Linked DNA regions of Mus musculus: region 1 is linked to region 2. The links are chromatin contacts, called in public Hi-C maps. All regions are on one chromosome and are shown on one strand. Each heading gives the region's core, a stretch centred on a gene start, on an enhancer-like site or on the middle of the called end of the contact. The rest is flanking DNA. Distances are from core to core; before and after follow the strand shown.

What was found. A called contact is a pair of places that touch in the nucleus more often than the background predicts.
Region 1: a contact with region 2 is called in a Hi-C map of neural stem cells, with 5 times the contacts expected there. The contact joins two enhancer-like sites. A contact is called at or near these places in 23 of 484 Hi-C or Micro-C datasets (the MC3T3-E1 cell line, the N1E-115 cell line, adipose-derived mesenchymal stem cells and 13 more) and 8 of 115 datasets of contacts at active chromatin or transcription factors (astrocytes, craniofacial prominence, differentiating embryonic stem cells and 5 more).

What each region holds. Positions count from the first base shown.
Region 1 is chr2:115,849,222-115,855,536 of GRCm38.p6, reverse strand. No RefSeq gene overlaps it. Among named protein-coding and RNA genes, the nearest start is that of Gm31590, 45 kb to the right of the region's middle. Within about 2 kb of position 2,691, at least 41 of the 459 cell types and tissues checked have an H3K27ac peak or open chromatin away from gene starts, as enhancers often do. A contact at or near this core is called in neural stem cells, where this site is marked.
Region 2 is chr2:114,442,643-114,448,531 of GRCm38.p6, reverse strand. No RefSeq gene overlaps it. Among named protein-coding and RNA genes, the nearest start is that of Gm31146, 15 kb to the right of the region's middle. Within about 2 kb of position 4,586, at least 14 of the 459 cell types and tissues checked have an H3K27ac peak or open chromatin away from gene starts, as enhancers often do. A contact at or near this core is called in neural stem cells, where this site is marked.

The sequences.
Region 1 (6,315 bases), core at 1,442-3,941, 1.4 Mb before region 2:
CTTGTAAAAGCAAACTCCGGGGGGGGGGATTTCACAGGTTTATAAAAGTCTACAGGAATCGCTTTTGGAATTTAAGCAGTTCTCAATTTGAGGTAATTCCTTTTGCACACATCTTTGGGATCCCAGAGCATTCAAAATGTGTGTGTGTGTGTGTGTGTGTGTGTGTGTGTGTGTGTGTGTGTGTGTCTGTCTGTCTGTCTGTCTGTCTTAGTTGTCACAGTATCCATACACAAACAGGTCTTTTCCATGCCTGTGTTTTTCTTCCCTGACCCTGTTTTCTTGCTTTTGCTGAACGCGGACAGAGCGGCTGAAGCGCACCCCAATATCCTGCCGCCTCCGGAGTGTAAGCACTTCATCTCTCTGCACCGCAAGGTGCGCCGTTTGGTTTCAGAGAGTTGGGGTTTGGTGCACAGCGGCGTACTTCTAGCGTCCAGATTACTCTCTCCTGGGATTTCTGCACAGGGTAGAAGGCGCAAGCAAGCAGGTAACGCGACCCATCTCCATCGCCTCTGCCTCTGGGAGAAGACGCTGACAAAGCAGCCGTGTCAGAAGGGTCTCCCCGCCGCAGTTGGACCCCCCACATCAGACATGGCAATCTACCACGCGGAACGACTTTGGCTTCTCAGGGAGTTTTTGGTTTTTATTTTAAAGAATCAGATTGCGGGTTTTTCTGAGAGCAATTCTGAGGAACGAGGCTCTGGGGAAGGAAAGAACGGTGCATTTGGAAAAGGTGTGTCTTTCCTCCCCAGTGCTTCTAATTCTTGGATTGCGCAATCCATTCTCTACCCTGGCTCTTCTGCAGATTCCACTTTCACATCTCAGATCCCCACCCTCGTTTGTGGATGTTGGAGGTCTGGGTCAGGCACCCTGGGACCCCACAGAAAGGGGCGCTTCTAGGAAAAGGCAGTGGTGGGAGTTAACCCAGATCTTTTGGGCAGAATAGGGATGGCTAAGTGCAGCTGAGCTTGAAATATTGTTAGGGACTATTGTAATAACTGAGATAGATTTAAATATGCACCAGCAAGCAAGCTGTTATGCCGAGAAGGAATCTGTTTTGAAGTTCATTGCATTACTTTAAAAGTACATTCTTCTCTGAGGAAGTCTGCCACTGCGGTTGACTTTTTTGAAAGGTCCCCTTTAAGCTCAGTAAAGTGTAAGAGAAGTTACTGCACAACACATGGACCGCCTTAAATATATGTGTACATAGGTATTTGCGTGCCCAGGGAATGCATAGCTGTCCGTGCAACTATATAAACACAATAAAACAAACACAAGGGAGTGGACCCCGCTGCAGCTGAACTCAGAACAAGAAGCAGTCAGCACTATACTCTCACACTCACGAGGGAGGAAGGGTAGAAATCCCACTGTGTTTGGTTACAAACAGCTTAATAAAATTGGGAGGCATTGACAGTCTGGTCAGTGTTCTAAATAAATTGACACGAAGGTCCTCCAGAAGAGACAGAAAATACCTCACCATCAATCTTAAGCCACTTGCCGATTATGATTGCAAGAAAGAGATCACCGAGACTTAGCTTCTCAAATGGCTTGTTAACAGCCCCATGCCTATGTTTTGGCAACAAAATTAACTCTCCAGGAGGAAATAAAATTTTAAAATTTGTTTTGTTTTGCTTTAAAGGCAAAGAAAAATCATCCAAGGAACTTGCTTTTAACACCCTGGATTTGTTGCTGGTCAGAGACTGCTCTTCCCTTCTAGTTTGCTCAGTTGGGCCGACAAAAGAAACGGGATCAACTGATACCTCCATGGGATAAAAGAAAACACTAATATCAGCCTTTAGTTTTCCCTCTTGCTTAGAAGAACTTTATTTTTAATGTCCAGCGTTTTTGTGGTTGAAAGTTGTGCAGATGTAAAAGATGTTAGTTACCTTGTCCACAGCTATCAGGCGACTGGTGTCACTTGAATTTTGCAAGCTTTTTGTATCCATTTGAGTTCGTGAGAAAGAGAATTAGATACCAATATTGTGCACTTTCAAGTAGGTACCCTCCACCCCATCCCTCTCTCAACAGCACCCAAGCCTGCATCTGAATCCTGATGCCCTAATAACCACACTTTACAGAAAAAGGTGGTTAAGCTTTCCATCACTGGGCAGTCTGACAAAGATGCAGCCTCTCTTTGCCCCTAGAGTCCCAAGAAAGAGTGTCTCCACATACGCAAATATTTTTTTTCTATGTTTTCCTTAGAAACTTGAATTGGGTGAACATTTCGGAGGGGTCCTGAATAATTAACATTTCAAAAGGCAAAATGCTGAACAAAGAGAGACAGGTACCAACAACAAAAATATAAAATGAACCGTGCTTTAAAAAAAAAAAATCAACTGTACAGTTACAGATGCCACATCTCAACCTCTCTCACCGAGTGACCCGCTCTCCTAGCACTGAAGCCCTCTCTCCACCAGAGATTCAGGAAAACTGGGGTGTCTGGGGAGAGAGAAAGGGATGGGACCTCCTGGCAGCCTACTCTTCCCACCTGTTCCCTCCGCCCCAAGCTAGATAGAAGTGGCGCCCAGACTCCAAGTGACACTCATCAGGGTGTGTCGCCAAACCAAAGTGGAAACCCAAGTAAGTCCCCGAAGGCCCAGCAGTCTGCCAAAGGGACAAGACCTTAGGGTCGGAGGCACACGCCACCGCCCGTCTGACTGCCTGGCGGGCTGCCTGCGCTTGGGTGGACAAAAGGCTCACTGGCTACTCTAGTGTCGCAGCTGTTCTGTGTCATTCGATGGAGAGAGCAGGCGCTGCAGTGGTGGTGCGCGCGCGCGCGTGCACGGCACACACGTGCACTTGTGTCTGTATCCAGACTCAGGCACTCAACTGTCTAAGTTCCTGGCTCTACTCAGGCCCCTCAGCAGATCCCACCGCATCCCTATGCTACCTGTGTCCCCGGAGCCACGCCCAGACAGGTGTGCCCACCGTGAACCGCAAAGCCTCAGGGTAAAGACTCATGCGAGGAGAGTCAAGAGGCCATAGGCTAGGCGGGGGTCAAGAAGAATGATGGAGTTCTTCAGCTGGAATATCCCAACATTCCAGCTACTGTCACCACACTCAATCTTTCCAGCCCAGACCTGCCGGGTCCAAGAGATTGATTCTGGCAAAAAAAAAAAAAAAAAAAAAAAAAGAAAGAAAGAAAGAAAAACCTGGCTCAGGGAAACCCCGGGGGTGGCCACTGACGCCTGAGACTGAACAGGCTTGGCTTAGGTTCGAAAAACACAGTTTTAATTTTCTTAATGAAGGCGCGCTCTAGAGCTCAGCTGGTAATGGCTGTGCCGAATTTAATAGACTTCTGTCGAACAGCAGAAGACGGATAACTATCGGTTCTAAGTAATCTGCTCTAATGCAATTATTTTTTCCAGGTTCGAAAGTCATTCTGTGGAGAGGGCAGGAGTGAATTAAGCCCCCAGGGGACCTTGGACACAAGGTCCCCCGGGGGCACAAGAGACTGCCTGAAACTGGACCTGAACCTCTTGGGAGAGCTATTTGGGCTTGAGGGTGGAGTCCAGGGCTTCACTGACCTTGGTATCCTCACACCACCCCGTCTCTGCTCACCCACCCATCATTCTTCCTCCACTATTGGTCCCTCTCCCTTCCTCCATCTCTCTCTTCTTTCTCCTCACCTCCTCCAGAAGGCATGTTTCTTTCCTCTCCTCTTTGACTCATCTTTGGGGCTGACCACCATTCCGAGTTTTTCTCTCGGAAGTGTACTCACTCACACAGAAGTAAACTATGGGACTGTCAGGAGTTGAAATGGAATTGTGTGTGATGTTTAGAATATTAGTGTAGCCGTGCACACAGCTAATATATATTTCTAGCCAAAGAGGGAACCAATCCAATCCACATCGACATATAAAAGCTAGCCTCCTTAGAAGATTTTACACAAATTATCATTCCAGGAAATTTTTATTTGGAATTACCCAAGCTCTCCTCAACTATCTACTTCACTTGGCCTGAAACACAAACCTCAGGAAATAGTGATTTAAAGATGTAAAAACTAACAGGAGTCATAATTTTCCTTTGCACGTAAACCAAGCCAAACCAAGTCAAGGAAGTCACTGTGCCCAGAGGAAGCCTAAAGCTTCTGACATGGGCACTTGACCATCAGCCCAGCTACAGGACAAAGGAGGTGTCCATTCCAGAACCCCAGAATATCACCACCCACCCCCAGTGTGCGAAAACCCTGGTTTCATTGAAATGCCCACTCCTTGTTACTGTTTAGTCCTGTGGGAGCTATCTCCTTCCCCCACCCCTGCCCTGTTCTTTTTCCCTTCTGTTTGAGGTACAAGCACAAAGTTCTGTAACCATCATCTCCTCTTTTTCGCCCCAACCCTACCCTTTTCTCCCATCCTTGTCTCCTATCACAGTGGCCAAGAGCAGAGCTAGCATAGAGTCATAGGAAGCCGGGAAACCGCAAGGAGGGAGGCCCTCTTATCTCTTGGCCCTGAGGTACACACCTCTCCTGAACAGTCAGGCTTCAGTAAGAGGAGAGGACAATCCTGTTCCCTCTCCCTTTCCCTCAGCTCTTCCCAAGCTCCTAGGTCCTCAAGTCTGAAGGATTCTAGGGGCTTGCAGCCACTAGGCAGAGTGGACACATGGAATTTGTCATCCAAGTGAAGAGAAGGTGGCCCTGGATAGGCACCAGCCGAAAGAACTACATCTAATTCCTTCAGTGTTTGGACGTCATTACCCTTTAAATTAGAGCCCGAGAAAAGTGTCAGAGGTCCCTGATGATGCCCAGGCCCACCCTGTTCCAGCAACCTTGAATTTTGATGGTACTAAGGGTGGGGGCCACCCCTTAGCTGCAAGAGCAATGTTGGCATGAGGTAAGCAGTAACTGCCACTTAGTCCCACTCTGCCACCTCATCGCTTCCACCTCTAAATCTTTAATCCAACCGGGGTGCAGGCCTATAGCCACTGTTAGTTGAGTGACTAAAAAGAGTAACATGGGCCCCCAAAGCCCTCAGGCTCTTGCTCTGTATTTGCTTAGTAGGAAAGCAGAGGAAAGAGACAGTTTGCCCCCAAGGTGGGTTTTGAAAATTCCCTCTTAGAGGAGCCAAGTTAGAAGGACTTGGTAGAAGGGAAGAAATGCCTGGTCGTTATCTTCTCTACCCAGGAAGAAACCTGTATGTGCTCACTAGCCTAATTCTCCTCTCACTAGCCAAGACCCCTTCGAAAGGTATCTCAGGGCCCGTCACTTCCTCTGCTCCAGATGTGTGAGTCCCTGAGCCTTCCCAGTCCATCTGACCTCTGGCGCAAAAGACTGGTTTGGTCTGGAGAACATTAAGAAGGCCCCAGGAGGAGATTTGGTTCTGCCTCATTCTTTCTTTTGTCTTAGTGTCAAAAGGGCACACATTTACTTCCTCTTGTAAATATCAGGAGAGGAAAGCATTTCTCTTCCACTGTGTTTGCAGTGAGTTATACGTCTGCTCACATGAACAGCTTGCTTGGAATTATCCAAAGTAGACTTGCCTGAACGTAGTGCGTACTCAAAAACAAAGCAAGGAGATAGCATTGAGCACCGGAGACCCCTTTCCACTGCCTTCCCAAATAAGACTAGTGGGTGCTTTTGTTTTGTTTTGTTTCTGTTGTTGCTGTTATTGTTGTTGTTTTTGAGGCAGGGCCCACTATGTAGCACTGGCTGTCCTGTAACTTGCTATGTAGACAAGGCTGGCCTCTAATTCACAGAGATCCTTTTGCCTCTGCTTCCCGTGTGCTGGGATTAAAGGCATGAGCCCCAAGTGTCCCAATACTAGGCAAGATGGGAGCGTGGTAGCTCAGTCCTCTAATGCACTCTAGAGAAGAAAGCTGAAGCAGGGGGGTCACCATAAGTTCCAGTCAAGACTGTACAGGAAGATCCTGTCTCAAACAAACAAGGATCTCAGGTGGCAAGGGCTTCTCAATCAGTACACATTATATGCTTGCATCATTACGTTCCCTTAAAAGAAGTAAGCAATAGCCGGGCAGTGGTGGCACACACCTTTAATCCCAGCTATTTGGAGGCAGTGGCAGGTGGATTTCTGAGTTTGAGGCCAGCCTGGTCTACAGAGTGATTTCTAGGACAGCCAGGGCTACACAGAGAAACCTTGTCTTGAAAGAAGAAGAAGAGGCATGGTTTCCTATGTACTTTCTAGCTGGTTGGGAACTGACCTTGTCATCAGCCTGCTTCGAACTTGTTTCTCCTGCCTCAGCTTCCTGAGTGATGGGATCAGGGACATGCACCACCGTATCTGGTGTTTGTTTGTTTGTTTGTTTGTTTGTTTTTGTGTTTGCATTTTTACAATTCACTTCTAACATAGACCTCTAAGTTTT
Region 2 (5,889 bases), core at 3,337-5,836:
CATAGAATTCACAATTATCTTCTAGTAATATAAAATCGATCACAAAATTCAGTAAATACCATTAATTTCACAAAAAATTGAAGCTGTTCAATGTGGCTTATGAGCAGTATATGATAACCCATCCGTACCCCATTCTGCTAGCTTACTGCCTACCCTTCTTTCTTGGTTCTCTTTACTCTAGCTATAGTACACATCCCAGGTCAAAATGCATAAACACACTTACCATAGGACTCACGGGTGCAAGGGATATGCCTACAACACAAGTCCCACATTGAAGACTCAGGGAAAATCTTAGAAGAAATAGTCAAATGGTGATAAGAGCCAGAGGACAAAAAAAAAGAAATGAAATCATGTCTCCTAGAAATAACAAGGAATCTAAATACATGATAACTCAACAATACCAGTAGACATATTGAAATGGAAAGGAGCTCTCTCACAGGTCTCCATCAATAGACAAAGAACTCTAGACAACCACGTACTTCTGAGAGAGGGAGAACTTGTTTTTCCAATTGATGGGCCTCTAAATTGTCCAATTCTAAGTGGTGAGCCTTGAAATCACATATATCCAGGAAACACTAAACAGATTCAGTAGGTTGTAGATACCATTGATGTGTTTGGATGTCATAAATTTGAGAGAGAGTAACAGGTGAAAGGGAGACATGGCAGGGATTGGAAGAAGAAATGGAGAATGTCCTCCACTGGATAGCATGATTATATTTTATTTTAAAATTAAGAGGTGTATCTTTAAAAATAATCATATAGTGGAAAAAGAAAAGTCTGAATAGAAAAAAATTATATCAGAAAACTGAGCCGAGTGGCTTGTAAATGTGTACTGAGAACTCAGACCAGTCACAGTTCAGCAGACTAGTAGGGGGAAAGTCTGGTAGATAACGTTCACAGTGGAACTGAAATGAGAGGAGAGACGGTGAATATAGGCCCTGACTTCAAGGAATTTGCTATTAAATGCAGCTGAAATATTGTTGACAGGGGAAATTAGGTATGAGAAGTAGAATAAGAAAATATTGTTTTTAAGATGGAAGGAATTAAAGAATATTTTATATGTTAACAGTTATAACCCATTCCAATAAAACAGCACACCGGGTAGGAAAAGAGTAGTTTCAGAACACAAGTCTCCATGAGGTTGAATAAGTGGAAACTTGGAATGGAATGATTAATCTTAAATGAGAGAAGAATGATTCTATGGTTGTCTTGGGGAAGATGCAGCATGATGGGAAGAAGATATTTCATCAATTTAGAGAAAGGGGGATATATAAAGTGGTTGTCAAAAGAGTGAGAAAATTTAAATATGAAATGCAGTAGCTAGCATCAACTGTCCACATCTCCCGAGAAAAGAGTCTCAGTTGAGTAATTAACTATTTTTATAAGATTGGCCTTCAGAGGAGAGCCCAGCCCACTGTGAATGGTACCAAACCAGGTGTTTGAGGGCAGTATAGGAAAGCCCAAAAACTTATAGGAGCAGGGGTCTAAAGGAGGCAAAGTGCAGGCCAGCAAGCAGTGTCACTTCACAATTCCTCTTCGCAGGTTTCTGCCTTGAATTCACAGTTCCATGGAAGCCAAAATAATTTCTTTCTTCACCTAACCTGCTTTTGGTCAGAAGTTGGGCTTTGTTGTTGTTGTCGTCATTTGATTGTTTGCTTGTTTGTTTTGTCACTGCAACAGAAAGGAAGGCATGACACTAGGGAATTTTAATGGGATTGGGCAGCAGAAATTTGTAATCAAATTTTAACACGATATCTATGTAGTTGGTTTTTCTCTAGCATTTTTCAGGGGCTAGAGGATCACATGTAGTTTTTGAAGGGCTCTGTGTCTAATAGGGACCTTTGTGCTACATTACAACATAACAAAGCATACCATGGCGAAGGTGACATGAAGCAAGTGTGTTAGCTTAGAGACTCATTACTCTCTCCCTCCCTCCCTCCCTCCCTCCCCCTCCCTCCCTCCTTGTCCCTCTTCATCTTTTATCCTTTAATCTCCTCCCCTTTATATAAAGGTATTAATATCACTACAGGGACTCTACTATCATGATTTTTATCCATTCCTAAATATTTACCAAGTCCCATTAACACAGTGATTCATAGATTAAACTTCTAACATGTGAGCTTTGGAAGAATCCATTCAAACCTTGGCAGATGGACTATTTGCTCACATGTAGAAGCCATCAAGGATGTTGACAGGGGAAGTCACAAAGGCAGTGAAGCAGGATCCAAGTCAGTTAGTGAATGAGTGTGGGACCACAGTGATTAATATCTAACAATATCAAGTGGGAAGTGGTGGTTATCTAGTAGAGGATTGAATTGCTAAGAGGTTAGAAGTTCTAAAGAAAAGGGCAAAATTACCAGCTCTGGATCCTAGAATATGAGAGTAGAGAATGGAAAACAAAAAATATCAAAACAAAACAAAAACTTCTCCACAGGACTCAGGGAAAGGATGCAGAATTGAAGCATAAGGTGGTCTCACAGTGAGGAAAACAGCTGGGGAATAACATTGTGGCTATGGAAGTGAGATGTCACCCAGAAATTCTGACTTCTGCAGGGCCTAAGAAAAGGTTATGAAGGTCAGACTAAATGAGAAGAAAGTAGGAGGCTTAAGGGTGGAGCTGGTTAGTCCTGATGGGACAGGAGGGAGCTGTGGGCAGCTGGGTTGTACTAGCGTTCTGCTCAATCTCAGTTTCTTCCTAAATTGCAAAGATACAGTGGTAGCATTTTTAGGGGACAAAAGTGGTCTCAGTACTAAAGCTCTTTTGGAAATAGTCCTTCAGTCCTGAGGTGGCTGCCAGCCTTGTGGCCAGAGCAGTGAGAAGACCCAGTGTCACTGTGCTCTTGTAGGTCACCATGTCACAGGACCTTTGCATGCATTTCTCTATACTCTGCACAAACTTCCCATTTTAGGAATGCCCCCTAATTCCCTGACCTGACTAACCAGAATCTTAGTACATTCTGTCTTTCACCTTTCCCCACTGCCATGGGCGCCAGTGTGCCTCTGTCTCTGGGAATGTTTTAGTAACTTTGAACTTCTTTACTACACAATGCCCTATGCAAACAGGACTGTGAACACTTTATCATAATTTTATCTCAAGCATAGTGTGTGGAATATAACAGGTTCTCAGCAAGGATGAATAATGTTGATTAAACTGGGTCTTCAGACGTCAATGTTGGGAGGAGAGTGTGACAGAAGCTGAGTACACTCAGCTGGGTAGGGAAGAAGGGTGGGGGGGAACTTTCAGGATAGCATTTGAAATGTATATAAAGAAAATTTCTAATAAATAAATAAATAAATAAATAAATAAAACGCAACGAGGGATTTTGTTCAATTCCAGTGCCTTTTTGCATTATGGCATGGTGATGTGGTCTATAAATGTTTTGGGGTTTTCATAGCAGCTATCCAGAGAGACATACTGCCATGGACCACAGGTTGGACACACTGGCAAGACTCCTTTTGAACATCTATAGTCCCAATGAATATGATCTAGTTGATCTTGAAAGGTCAATACCAAGAAAGCTATTTGTGAAAGCAGAAACTGTGTAAAGACTTTTCTTAGTAACAATGATCTGTAAATTGAGGTGAAATGGGACCTGTGGGATCAAGGAGCGTCTAGAGCAGTGGTTCTCAGCCTTCCTAATGCTGCAACCCTTTAATACAGTTTTCTGGGTTGTGGTGATCCCCATCCATAGTTATTTTCATCGCTACCTCATTACTGTAACTTTGCTACTGTAATTTACATTATGATCATAATGTAAGTATCTTCCATATAGGCTATCTGATATGGTAGCCCTGTGAAAGTGTTGCTTGACTCCCAAGAAGGTTATGGTCTGCAGGTGGAGAACTGCTGATCTAGAGGCAATAGGACACACAGATTCTTTGAGAACTTAGCCATGACTAAGGAAATAAATAACATGTCACCTCTTGGGACTTGTCTGGTAGGGTAAGGTGGAACATGGGAACAGGGGAAGACTGGATGAGAGAAGTTATAGGGACAGAAGAAAGTCCGTGGGGCAGCAAATCTATATCCTGAAGCATAGAATAAATTGCTATTATTAGGAGTCGATTCAGGAACTGGAACATGTTTCAGAATATGGCTGCACCAAAAACCCAATGACAGCTTACTGGGGAAATGTAGAGTCAGGCAGACTTGGAACAAACAAACAGCTGGATGGCTGAGGTGTGGGACTCTCAGGGAGTAGAACCTAGAGGTTAGAGTGCCAGAAAATTCAGGGTGATTGTGCTGTCCCCTTTAATACTAAGTGAAACTAAGACACAGTGAGAGAGTAACATAGAATTAAATCATCTTGGTTTTAAAAACTCAAAGTTGACAAATGACCACATGGGGAAAGTTCAGTAAGCTTCTATTTTCTTTTTGTACCCTCTTTTCCTACCCAACACTCTGGGCATTTACTATGCACATTCTTCGTTTTCCCTGTTAAGACTTGCTTCGAAGAAGAAGTGCCTTTCCCCTTGTTTCTGGGTCATCATTCATAGCAAAGTAGGACATCCTTGAACAGTCACTGAGTTTCATTTTTCTGTCACAAAGGAATTCAGTGACTCACCTCTAGCAACTGCATTAGCTCCTCTGGGCCAAGAGGGCACTGGCCAGAGTTTCAGAGGAAGTAATTTACTAAATGGTGCCCTTGTGGGCAGAAAGGCTTAGCACACATAAAAGAGAGAAACCACAGATTCCATTTCTCTTCTTCTGAGTGTTGGTAACAATTAGGATTAATTATGTGTTTTTGTGTGCGAGTGATGATATGAATCTCAATGACATATATGAAAAAGAAATAGGCCTATTTTTAAGTGAAATAGTTCTGGTTTAGGTCCATTATAGCTGCACAATGCTGAGATGAGATATGAAGAGATAACTAAATTATTCATATTATAATTTTATTTGTGTTCTATTCTTTATTTTTCCTGTAAAAATGTCCCTATTTGTTATTAAAACTAGCATGTTTTATAAAGAGATTTATGTTAATTACACAGAAAGATGCCTTAGTCAGAATTCTATAGTGGATTTTAGAGTTTTGTAGTGTGTGCTCTCCGTGGTGTAGAATATTTCTTGCTAATGGTTCATGCCATCTATATATATAGTGATCTTTGAACTCTGTTCATTATTATGGTTATAGCTATGCCCAAATGGCAGCATATTATTAAAATATGAGGTAATGATTGAAGAAATGAGATATAATTATGCCTGTGAAGGAAAACAAGCCTTCTAGGAGTAAGTTTTTAGAAGGCAAAATAATACCTTTAAAATGTTATGCTCAAAGTAAACACATTATGACAGATGAGAAATGCCAGGGTTTTAGACAAAGCGGGGGTGGGGCCTGAATGCAGTATCTCAGGCCCTCCCTCTCCAAAATGTTGCTCACTGCAGAAATGTTCACTTTCTAGAATGCCTAGCCTCAAGGGATTTCCTTCTGGTGCATTTGAATATTTTATTATCCAAATGAATAATTACAAAAGTTATTTTTTTATATTAGTTAGTCCCAAAACCTTGATCTGACCCATGGAGAGTCATAGCCGACTTTGCAATAGGCCTGTTTCTGTGGCTTGCAGCCTAGAAGCCCGAAAAAAAATACCTAGATCCTGCTGCCCATTAAGTCAGTTCTGCTGCAACATCAGCCCTAAACAGTGGGAGCAACCGGAGCTCAGAATGAGAGCCATGCCTAATCACAGCTCAGAACAGAAACCAACTTGAGGGTGGACCCTGCACTGGAACTTGCTGATGGGCCAAGAGAAGGCTATTGAGACATGAAAATTTCTATGCAAAGCATAAATTCACTGTCACTTAGGAGCAGGTAGGCAACATACTAGGCATGTTGTTAATATCAACTAGGTTATTAACAATTGCAAATATCTGAGTGCATTTAGGTTGGG